Regions from separate parts of the Anas platyrhynchos genome. Here region 1 is linked to region 2. The links are chromatin contacts, called in public Hi-C maps. All regions are on one chromosome and are shown on one strand. The core of a region is the stretch at or near the end of the contact, and the rest is flanking DNA. Distances in the headings are between cores, read along the strand shown. Region 1 overlaps LOC139999189 (a long non-coding RNA gene). Region 2 holds the start of APCDD1L (APC down-regulated 1 like).

Region 1 (4,830 bases), core at 761-3,260, 71 kb after region 2:
TTTGCATTACTGCTCTGAGCTGCATGGGGCATCAAACCAAGGTGCGGGTCCTGGCATGGTCCCCTCGGGAGGGATATTGCCCATTCACTCAGCAGCTGTTTCAGTGTGCTCTACCCTTGTGTGCTTGCTCTGCTGTCACACAGTGTGCAGGTTGGGTATGTAATTATGGGTCTAAAATCGTTGGCTCTCACTGCACTGATTTGGTCTCACAGTCACTGTATACACAGCATCATTCTGGAGCTGGAGCCATGAAAACAGAAAGAAGCTAAGAGCAGAGCTGCAGGAGAGGGGGAATCCTCTACATCCTGGGCTTCGACCTCGGCAACACAGCTGCTGTCTTGCTTAAAAGGAGAGATATTATCTGGAATCCGAAATGAGAGAAAGGTGGAGAAGCAAAGGCAGGCAGGGGAGTACAGAAAGATGTTTGCAGGTCTCTGTAGTGCTTGGACCACACGTTTAGAAGAATCAAACACCAGCTCTGTCCTTGATTCACTAGGAAAGCAGGCAGGCGGCTGGTCCTGCGGGGAGCAGGAAGGGGTACGAGGCACTCGGTGCAGCAGGGAGGCATTTTGAGCTGGATCTGGAGCCAAGACTGACTACTGGCCAAAGTCATCGCCGATACAACACTGCCAAAAGCAGCTCAGCATTCTTCACCTCCCTTGAGCTTCACCAGGGACACAGTTGGCCATGCTGTGCTTAGCCCAGGTTCTCCCGCTGTGACAGGGGATGATTGCAGCAGACTGAGCAGCCTTGCGGGCACTTGCCAACCTGACACGTCTGAGTTCGTGAACTGCAGATGGTTCTGGCCCGTGTGCTTCATTTTCCCATTTCCCTCGACATCCCCAAGCAAAGCAAGTCAAGCGTGCCTTACCACAGAGCCTGGGAGACCGCGGGCAGGAAGGGATCAAATTTTCCAGCTTTGCCTCGAGTGTGTCACCACATCAGCAGACAACTCCTGTGCCTAATGCCAGTGTATTGTGTGTCACCTCATATTTCACGCGATACAACGCAGTCCAGTGATGCAAGTCCCCTCTCCTGCTGGCTGACTGGTATTTATGGAGATAGCAGTTACCAGGAAGTCAGGATTTAGGGCACGCAAGGGCTGGTGGTGGCGCAGAGCCCTTGCTACTGCTGGGTGGGATTCCTTTACCTCTCCCTGAACCCCTGCCAGGCCACTCAGCACATCTCCAGCCACAAGAAGTTTGCAGCTGCTTTGGTTTTGAAGCACCAGAGGAGGGGGAAAGGCAGGGGAGGCTCTATCAGCTCTTCCCAGGGAATGTGGTTCAGTTCCTCGCACCTCATCTTTGGTCAGGAAACCGAGATGGGGATAGGCAAAGCTGCTGAGCCTACTTAGACTGAATACCTCAAGAAAACACACGGAGCCAAAGTATGTCCCGTTAACCTCTCCCAGCCCACCATCATCCACAGTTAGGCTGCAGTGAAAGTAGGGCAGCACTTGGACCGTTACCTAGGCCCTGCTACCGAACGCCGCTCAGTCTATGACATGCAAGAATAAACCAGATTCAGGCACCCGAAATCCCACCACAGTCTTCATACTCAGCATTTCCTGCTGGCTGAATGCTTCCAGTGGCCTCTTCTACTGATTTCAAGGGGGGGACAGTAACAAGAAGATAGAGCAGGCATCCCCAAAAAGGGGGTAGCCGTGTCAGGTTAACCCGCCAGCTGAGATGCAACAAGGACAGCAGTGGACAGAGGTGGGGCCCTATAGCCTGGAGATCACAGAGTCTCCTAACCCAGCCTACACATGGCAGCACCAAGGAGGGAGATCAAAATAATCCCCCACCCACACCGAGCACCGCTCTCATCCCTCGCTGCTGGCTGATCTTCACTCAGCAGCGGGGGTGAGTGAGGAGCTCAGGGTGCAGCCGATGAGGGGGATGCTCATGACCGCTGCAGACCAGCTGGAGCCCGCGAGCAACAGCTGAAGGGTCCTGGCCTAAAGCCAGGCACTGGGAATCGCCGGGCAGAAGGACATCAGTGGGAGGTAAATAAGCTGAGTCTGGGCTGCCTGAGTCATCCAAGGTCAGACATCCACATCTTTGGAGGGATCAAGCAAGGATAGCTTGGGGAAAAACTGATTGTCCAAGCAGTATCACACTCCTCTGCCTCAGTTTCTTCATGTATAAACTGGGGACAGTAAGGTTTGCTTCCCCGTGAGGCCTTGCTCCATGGAGGGGAAATTCACAGATGCTGGGGTGAAAGCATTTCTAGAGACACACTGATTCATTTTTCTGAGCAACGGGAAGAAAAGAGAAACAAACGGAGCGGTTTCTTTTTTGGAGCTGCTGTTCTTCTGTCCTTTTTTATTTTTAATTTTATTTCAGGTGTATGACTTGCCCTTCTTTTTTACTATGATGCTATTTAAGGCAGAAAGGGGATTTCATCATCTCCCTGTAGCCATTCTCAGCTGCAGTTCTTACACCACCACCCCAACCTTGCTCCACTTTGTCTAATAAACATTTTTTTTTGCTTGGTCTAGTTTCCTTCCTTGCACTCTTACATCATTTTGTACTTATCTCAGATTCTAGCATTTCCCATTTCTAAGTACCTCTGAGAATAGCAATAAACACCATGTAAGGCAGTATCTTGGCATAACATGTCAGCTGCAGGCAGCAATCCTAGGGTCAGAAAACCAGTCTGGCTATCTACATTTCCTTCTTTAAGGGATACCCAATTGCTAGCCACTTGGCACCAGTTCATTAAATAAATAAGTAAATAAATAAATAAATAAATAAATCGGTATTTACAGTTTCTGATTCTGCAGGAAGATCTAGGGAAAAAAAAAAAAAAAAAAGTGAAGATTTGTTAACTAGGAAATTGCTCTTACGTGCCCTCTGCTGCTCCCAAATGGCATTGAAATTAGCAGGGTCATTCCTTCTTTCCCTCTTGTTCCAGAATGATTTATGGCTAAATGCTCTTCATTACGAAGCAGAGACAGACTATTTCTGTGCAAGATAATACTCATTATGCAGACTTTCTGACTAGATTTTTATTCAGTATTTCACTGATTATTTTTATATTTTAATGTGCAAAAACTATTCATGTCTTTATTAGCCTGACTTATTTCCTACATTTATGAAAAAGATCTTTCTTTGATAACAGTTGTTATTGCTGGAATGAATGTCAGATCATGGTCTACTGTAATACATCTTTGTGAATTGCCTTCCCTAATTTTATTAGCTAAAAAAAACACTGCCTAATTTAAAGAGATAAAACCTCCGGGAAGTGGAACATTGCCACTAATTAGGATAACAAGAACATAGGTATGAGTTGCTGGCAATACTGAAGTCCAAGCTTCTCTTTCTAACACAATCACAGACGTCTTTTTCTGGAACAGTCTCCCTTCTCTCTCTGAAATTCTGCTGCTCTTAGGGAAGCTATTGGCATCAATCTCCTTATCAGTGATTCCCTTGGGAAAAACACTGACCAGGACACAGCAGCTCCAGATTTGGGTCTTGGATTTGCTATAAATGCCCTGTGCAACCTTGAGCAAGCCAGTATTGTTCGTGACTTGGTTTTTCCATCTGTAAAATGGTAGCAGTGATGAATCCTGTGTTTTGCTGCCAGCTCTTACATTAAAGCATATGTGCAGGGGAACTGCTCACTGAATCTCTTCATAGGCTGGTTCCTCATCTCCATAACATGAATAATAATACTTCCCTAGTCTACTTATTTTGATTATTATCTCTTTATGTATGCATGTTCTTGAAGCACTATAGGACTCTGCCAAAATGTGGAAAAGGTACATTTCCCTCCTCTGTTACTCCAGACTTGGTACTGTCAGATCCCTGAGGCTGGATTTGCAGACTGCCTCAGGTAAACTCCTGCAGCACTCCAGCTTGTCACCTCTGGCACCCTGACCTCTCAAGGAAAGCTGCTTCAGGAATAACTAAACTGACTGACTTGCAATAAAGGACGTGAGAGGCACTCACAGAGCATACTGTACCATCTAAATTGCAGGGTAACATCATTGCTACTGTCACAGTTAGCAAACAGCTAGGGGCAGAAACACCTGACATTCACACTGCTATTTCTGCAGATGGACATCCAATCACTATCATGCATCCAGCCCCAAAGCTTTTGCTCAGCTAAACTGTACATCCAGGACAGCTAGGCATCCCATCTTGATCTAAAAGTTTTGAATATATTTCATACAAGAAAGGGACCGGTGATTAACTCTGACATTTGATACATCAGTTTAAACCCAATATCTTCATCTTCTCCTTACTGGAGAGGTAACTGGGATAAGCAAAGATACAAAAGCCTACAATGAGCAATATTTTATCTTTACTACAGAGGTGACCTGACACTGTGGTGACACAGAAGATTCAATATAGTCCCCAGTTGAGGAAAGGAATTTTGCACAATATTAGATGACAGAGTTGTTCCATTGTATAAGTACCACTGGCATTATTAGCCTGTCACAAGACCAGGGTAGGAGCTCATAGACCGTAACTCTCACATCTGCCTTTGCACAAGGTTGTCTGTCTTATTATGTATGTGACACATCTCTGCCTGCAAGCAGCAGTTTTTGCAGTTGAATTTTGATTTAAAAATTCCTCCCACCCCTCCGAGCAGACACAGTAGTCTTCACTGCCTACCCCAGCTTTAAATAAGACTTGGGTCCACCCGAGTTGATTGCATTTCAGTGGGAAGGAGCACTGATACATTTGCACCATCCATTCTACTGTTTTTGTGCATGCAGAAGAGCAGATGAACTCAAGGGAACCTTTCAGTGTAGAGCACTTAGAGACATGAATTTCTTTCTCCTTCTAATGTAAACATCCATTACTTGGGTCTCTGTGTAGC
Region 2 (4,745 bases), core at 113-2,612:
CTTGTGGGGGGGGGGGGGTCGGCACAGCTGGGGCTCGGTGTCCCTGGAGGAGACTTCTGAAGCAGTCCCAGGCCGGGGCAGGTGCTGGGCTCCCTCCCAGGGATGTCTCCCAGCAGCTCTGCAAAGCCACTGGGAATCCCCTGAGCCCTTCCTTGAGCCACGCCGAGCTGCAGCGCTCCCCGTGCTCCGCCGGCCGGCCGGGAGCGAGCGGCGATGGCCGGGGGGCTGCTCCCCTGCCCTGCCACCCCCCGGCACCCCCAGGCTGCGGGGAGGCGAGGACGGGACAGGTTTGGGCAGAGGGTCCCGCAGCCTGGCACCCTGCACCCAGGGGCAGAGAGGGGACCCTGGGCGAGTTGTGCCCCCCGGCACAGCCACACACACCGGTCCCACAGCCCGCCAGCATCCCCGGGACTCCGGGCTCCTTCCCGGGGCTCTCCCTGCGGGAAGCGGCGCTGCGAGGAGCAGGAGCACGGCCGGGGACGTCCCGGGGAGCGGGGCTGAGGCTCCGGGTGCCTCCTGCCCGGCCCGGGGCTGCGGGGGGCACCCCGGGACCCCCGGTCCTGCAGCACCGAGCCCTGCTGGACGATTTCTTTTAAATCCTTTCACTCCCGGCACCTTCCGTGCTGCTTCTTCGCACCCGCTTCGCAACCTCCCTGCACCCGCCTCGCATCCCTCCTCCTCAGCTGAGGAACTGCTGCGCTCCGCTCTCCCCTCGCACTCTTCACCCACGCTCCCTGCAGCCTCCTAACAACCCCCTGCCCGCCCTCCCTGCACCCTCCTCGCCACCCCCCTTTTGCTCCCGGTGGAGCACCCCGAGGGGGCGACCCCTCTCCCACCGCCACCCCCCGGTGCCACCTACCTAGGAGCAGCCCTGCGAGCCACCAGCACCGGAGCATGGTGGGCGCCCTGGTTCGTGTCGCCGAGCCGCCGGCCGAAGAGGGGCGATGGCCGCCGGTGCCCGGGGAGCTCAGCGGGGAGCGGCGCCCGGTGGCGGCGCAGCCATGGGCGGCCCCCGGTGCCCGCGGCGGGGGGACCCCGACTTCAACCCGGCGAGAGCTGGGAGGGAGGCTCCGGAGCGGTCCCCGTGCTCAGCCACAAGCTTGCGAAGAGGGGAAAAAATATATATTTAAAAAGGGAAAAAAAAAAAAAAAAAAAAAAAAAGCAACTCAACCCCCGCCTTCGCTGTGAAGTGCGTCCCCCCCCCACACACACACCCCCGGCTGCTGATAGCTCTAATGGAGCTTGGCAGCCGCAGGTTCAAGTTGCCAGAAGAGGTGGAGACTCCGCCGCCTGCGCCCCACATGCGGCCGCGCATCGCACACGCCGAGGGGGCTGCCCCGCCGCGGCTCCCCCGGCACCCCCGGCACCGGCACCCAAAGCACCGGCACCCCTGGGACCGGCACCCCTGGGACCGGCTCCCCCCCGTGCCCCTCCCGGGACCGGCTCCCCCCCGGGGACACCGGCTGAGCCTGAGGGCCGGTCTCGGTCGGTGTCGCCCCCACTTCGGCCCTGGCTGCCCGGGGCCAGCGCTCTCCTCAGCGGGGCGCCCCCGGGGTCGTCCCACACAGCCCCACGGCCACCATGGCCCACGGCTCCCTCACATGTTGTGGGCATGGTTGTCCCGCTATGGCCCACGGATCCCTCAGACCCTTCAGCCTCCGCTGCTGAGGTCATCAAGAGACAGTAGTGTGCCCCTTGAAGAGCCTAAACCCATTAAAAATCCTTGTAATATCCCACACTGAGGAGAAGTGGGAGCCTCTGAAGGGTGTTCCTGGCCTGGTGGCTCACAGGGGCCTGTGTCAAGCTCAGCTCACCCCGCTACGGGTGTTGGTGTGAGCCAGTTCCCCACCTTGTCTTGCCCCAAACTAGGCCCGCAGGATGGCCATGATGCATAGAGGGCCTATAACCACCTCTTGGCACCAAGTTGAGCGCAAACCTGAACTGAAATGTGCTTAGGACAAAATAGCGCTTTTCTTTGTCTGTACTGGTGATTAGCAATGAGCAGGAAACGAGATGTTGGCTGAAGGTGAAGCTGGTCATTTGCTACCCTTCAAGCAAGCAAAACAATGTGCTTCCCGATAATGTATGGACTGGGTTGTCTTGGGAAGCTGTGAGAGGAAGAGGCCAAGCTGTAATGACTCTGATAGTTTAATACTCATTCCAGTGTCTGCACTAAAGGCTGAGGTTTAGCACATATTTCCGGGCTGAAAAACTAGGCACGGTTTTTGCAAATGAGAGAGAGAGCTCAGGCACAAACCAAAATGAATGCACACCCCCAGCAGAATCCCATGACTCTGCAAACTCACTTTTTCTAATGAAAGTGGCTATTTCGCTCCATAAACAGAAACTTTAAGGTGAAAAAATTGAAAAAAAAAAAAAAAAAAAAAAAAAAAAACAGTCTTCCAGTTCACAGCAGCACAATTCCACTGACTGCAATTGACTGCAACGAGAAGTGGAGGCCTCATTGTGCAGTCCCATATTTGCTGAGCAGAGGCATCAGAAGGCTGGAGTGAGGTCTCAGTGCAGTGATTTTATTACTTTGTCAAAAGTAACACATAACATCTTTAAAGCAAACTGGGACAAACTTATCTGTCATGGGTGCCTAAGGAATTAAAGTTTAATGATACTTGCCAAGATAAAAATAACAAAGTCCATTTGTAATGCAGACACTCCTTTTTCAAGCTGATGTTTTTATCTCTTTTTGTTTCTTAAATTCTCCAAACCAGTCATTCTCGGTAAATGTCCAAACCACTGTGGTTTTATTATATTTACAAATACATAAATCATCAAATGCGTAGGCAAAAAAAGCTGTCCTTTATAATGCTGTCAGAGAGAAATAAATCATTTTTCAAGAAGTTACCTTTACAAAGCTGGACATACTCCTTTTGGACCTAGGCCACTGAAGCACTGGCAGATGATGACAGGTTCTACCAGGCCCAAACTCTGTTCTTGGCTGTGCACTTCTCCTATGATCCTTCACATATAGAAGCTTCTAATGCTAATGTCCTTCATTTCTTCTGCAATATTTTGAGACTTTTTGTTTGTATTTTTTGAGGGAGTAAAACCAAAGCAATCTCAGAGCAGTTTTTACACAGCTGTCTGAAAATTTTAACACGGTTACGTAAACTATCCTGAGTTTTATCCTATAATATCTACCAGGGCTCAGTGACAGATTTCAGTTGTATAGCTTCTTCCACCTCCACAGCTCCCAAAAGGCTTTATCAAAGTAACCAAGTTAGAGGTACTCATTCTTTGGAAGATTCCTGCAGCCCCCATTGTGCTGCGGGGATGCCTGCACACCACCGTGCAGCTGTTTGCAGCGCGCCGCCTCGCGAGGATGAGAGTGCCACAGCCTGTTTGAAATGCCGGGAGGCTTTAGATAGGAGATCTACTCTTCCAACCTGGAAGAGTGCCAGGACATCGGGCTTAAATTCTCAGCTCATGTAAAAATTGCTGGGTAATCTTCAGCTCCTGCAGAGGACTAGCGATGTAAAAGTGCTTATTATTTTTATTATCAAATAATTACTGACTACCTGCTGGGCAAAGCACGTGGAGGGAAACAAATGATTGCAAATAGCCTGTAATTCCAGCAGAACTATGTGGCCTGATTTACGCATTCAAAGTGAATATAAATGGTTCCTATTCTGATTCAGGAGCACTTTACTCACTGCGCTGTAAATACTAACACAGCTGCAGGGTAACTGGGAACCAGACCAAGGTGTTTTTACATTAGCTATGCTTCACTTGCCTGGCACCTTGTGCAATATTCATTCCTGTGCAAAATAGGTACAGAATATTTGAACTCAGATTCATGCACTCTTGTCAGCAATATAGGGCAATGAGTTGCCTAGCCCCCGAAGGCCAAATATTTTCTCTTCCCTGTTCCAGACTAGCAAGGATAGGCAACCACACATGAAGGCAGAAGGCCAGGAAACCAATGATTAATAAGCCAACAGCCATGAAAATACTGTTTGTCTGAAGAAAGATCCTCTGAGTAGATACTTGGGTCCCCCAAAACCCATGGCTATAAGCCATAGCAACTTCACTTCTGAAGTTCAGTCTCTAAGAAGTAACACCAGGAAATATTATGTTTGCAGAGCTGAAAATGCTGGGTGTCCTGAAAGTGCTGAGTTTGTGCATTTACAACTAATGTTTACCCTGTAGAACCTCTTGCACTCTATTTCAGTTCAGGGGTATATTTTATGGGGCTATGGGAATTAATATGCCCTGGACGCTTTTTAGGATAGCCTATATATTTAGGCACAAGACTATGGCATACATATTAGGGAAAGTACAGTATTAAAAAGATATATACTTCTTAACATTCAGACTCTGTTTTCATCTGGATAACTTCATCTGTTATGGACAGTCACCTGTAAAATGTGGTCCTGCATTTGCATAGAGTTTAAAGGCATGGCCAGCATCTTTGTCAGGGTCTGCAAATGGCTTTCGGTCTGAGGCTTCTTTTGTCAAGTGAGGAATAGATAGAATGGAATAATAAACTTTTAGGGGGGTTGTGGGAGAAAAACTAGGCATCCCTTATGGCAAGAACTTCACTGAATCTCACTGGGAAACTCTGGAGGGAGCTATAGACATTTAACACTCCTTGACTCACCAACAGATGTACCATGATGCAGAGTTGGCAGGTGGGGACAGAAAAAAGATATTAAAAAAGCTATAAAAAATAAACAAGTCTGTAAAGGATTCTTGAATTTCTCAGAAGAAAATAAATAAATAAAAGATGC

The links. Hi-C and Micro-C count contacts between places; a contact is called where the count stands out from the background.
Region 1: a Hi-C map of F5 follicle shows a contact between it and region 2, with 2.1 times the contacts expected there. The contact joins the enhancer-like site here to the promoter of APCDD1L in region 2. A contact is called at or near these places in 6 of 8 Hi-C or Micro-C datasets (F1 follicle, F5 follicle, skeletal muscle and 2 more).

The regions. Positions count from the first base shown.
Region 1 is chr21:13,414,506-13,419,335 of IASCAAS_PekinDuck_T2T, forward strand. It overlaps LOC139999189 (a long non-coding RNA gene), which reads left to right. Exons shown (of 4, transcript XR_011804403.1): 4 at 1-2,749. Among named protein-coding and RNA genes, the nearest start is that of STX16, 6.3 kb to the right of the region's middle. Within about 2 kb of position 2,011, at least 5 of the 8 cell types and tissues checked have an H3K27ac peak or open chromatin away from gene starts, as enhancers often do. A contact at or near this core is called in F1 follicle, F5 follicle and small yellow follicle, where this site is marked.
Region 2 is chr21:13,344,569-13,349,313 of IASCAAS_PekinDuck_T2T, forward strand. It overlaps APCDD1L (APC down-regulated 1 like), which reads right to left and starts at 1,363. Exons shown (of 5, transcript XM_038166192.2): 1 at 1,215-1,363; 2 at 860-1,099. The coding sequence starts at 896.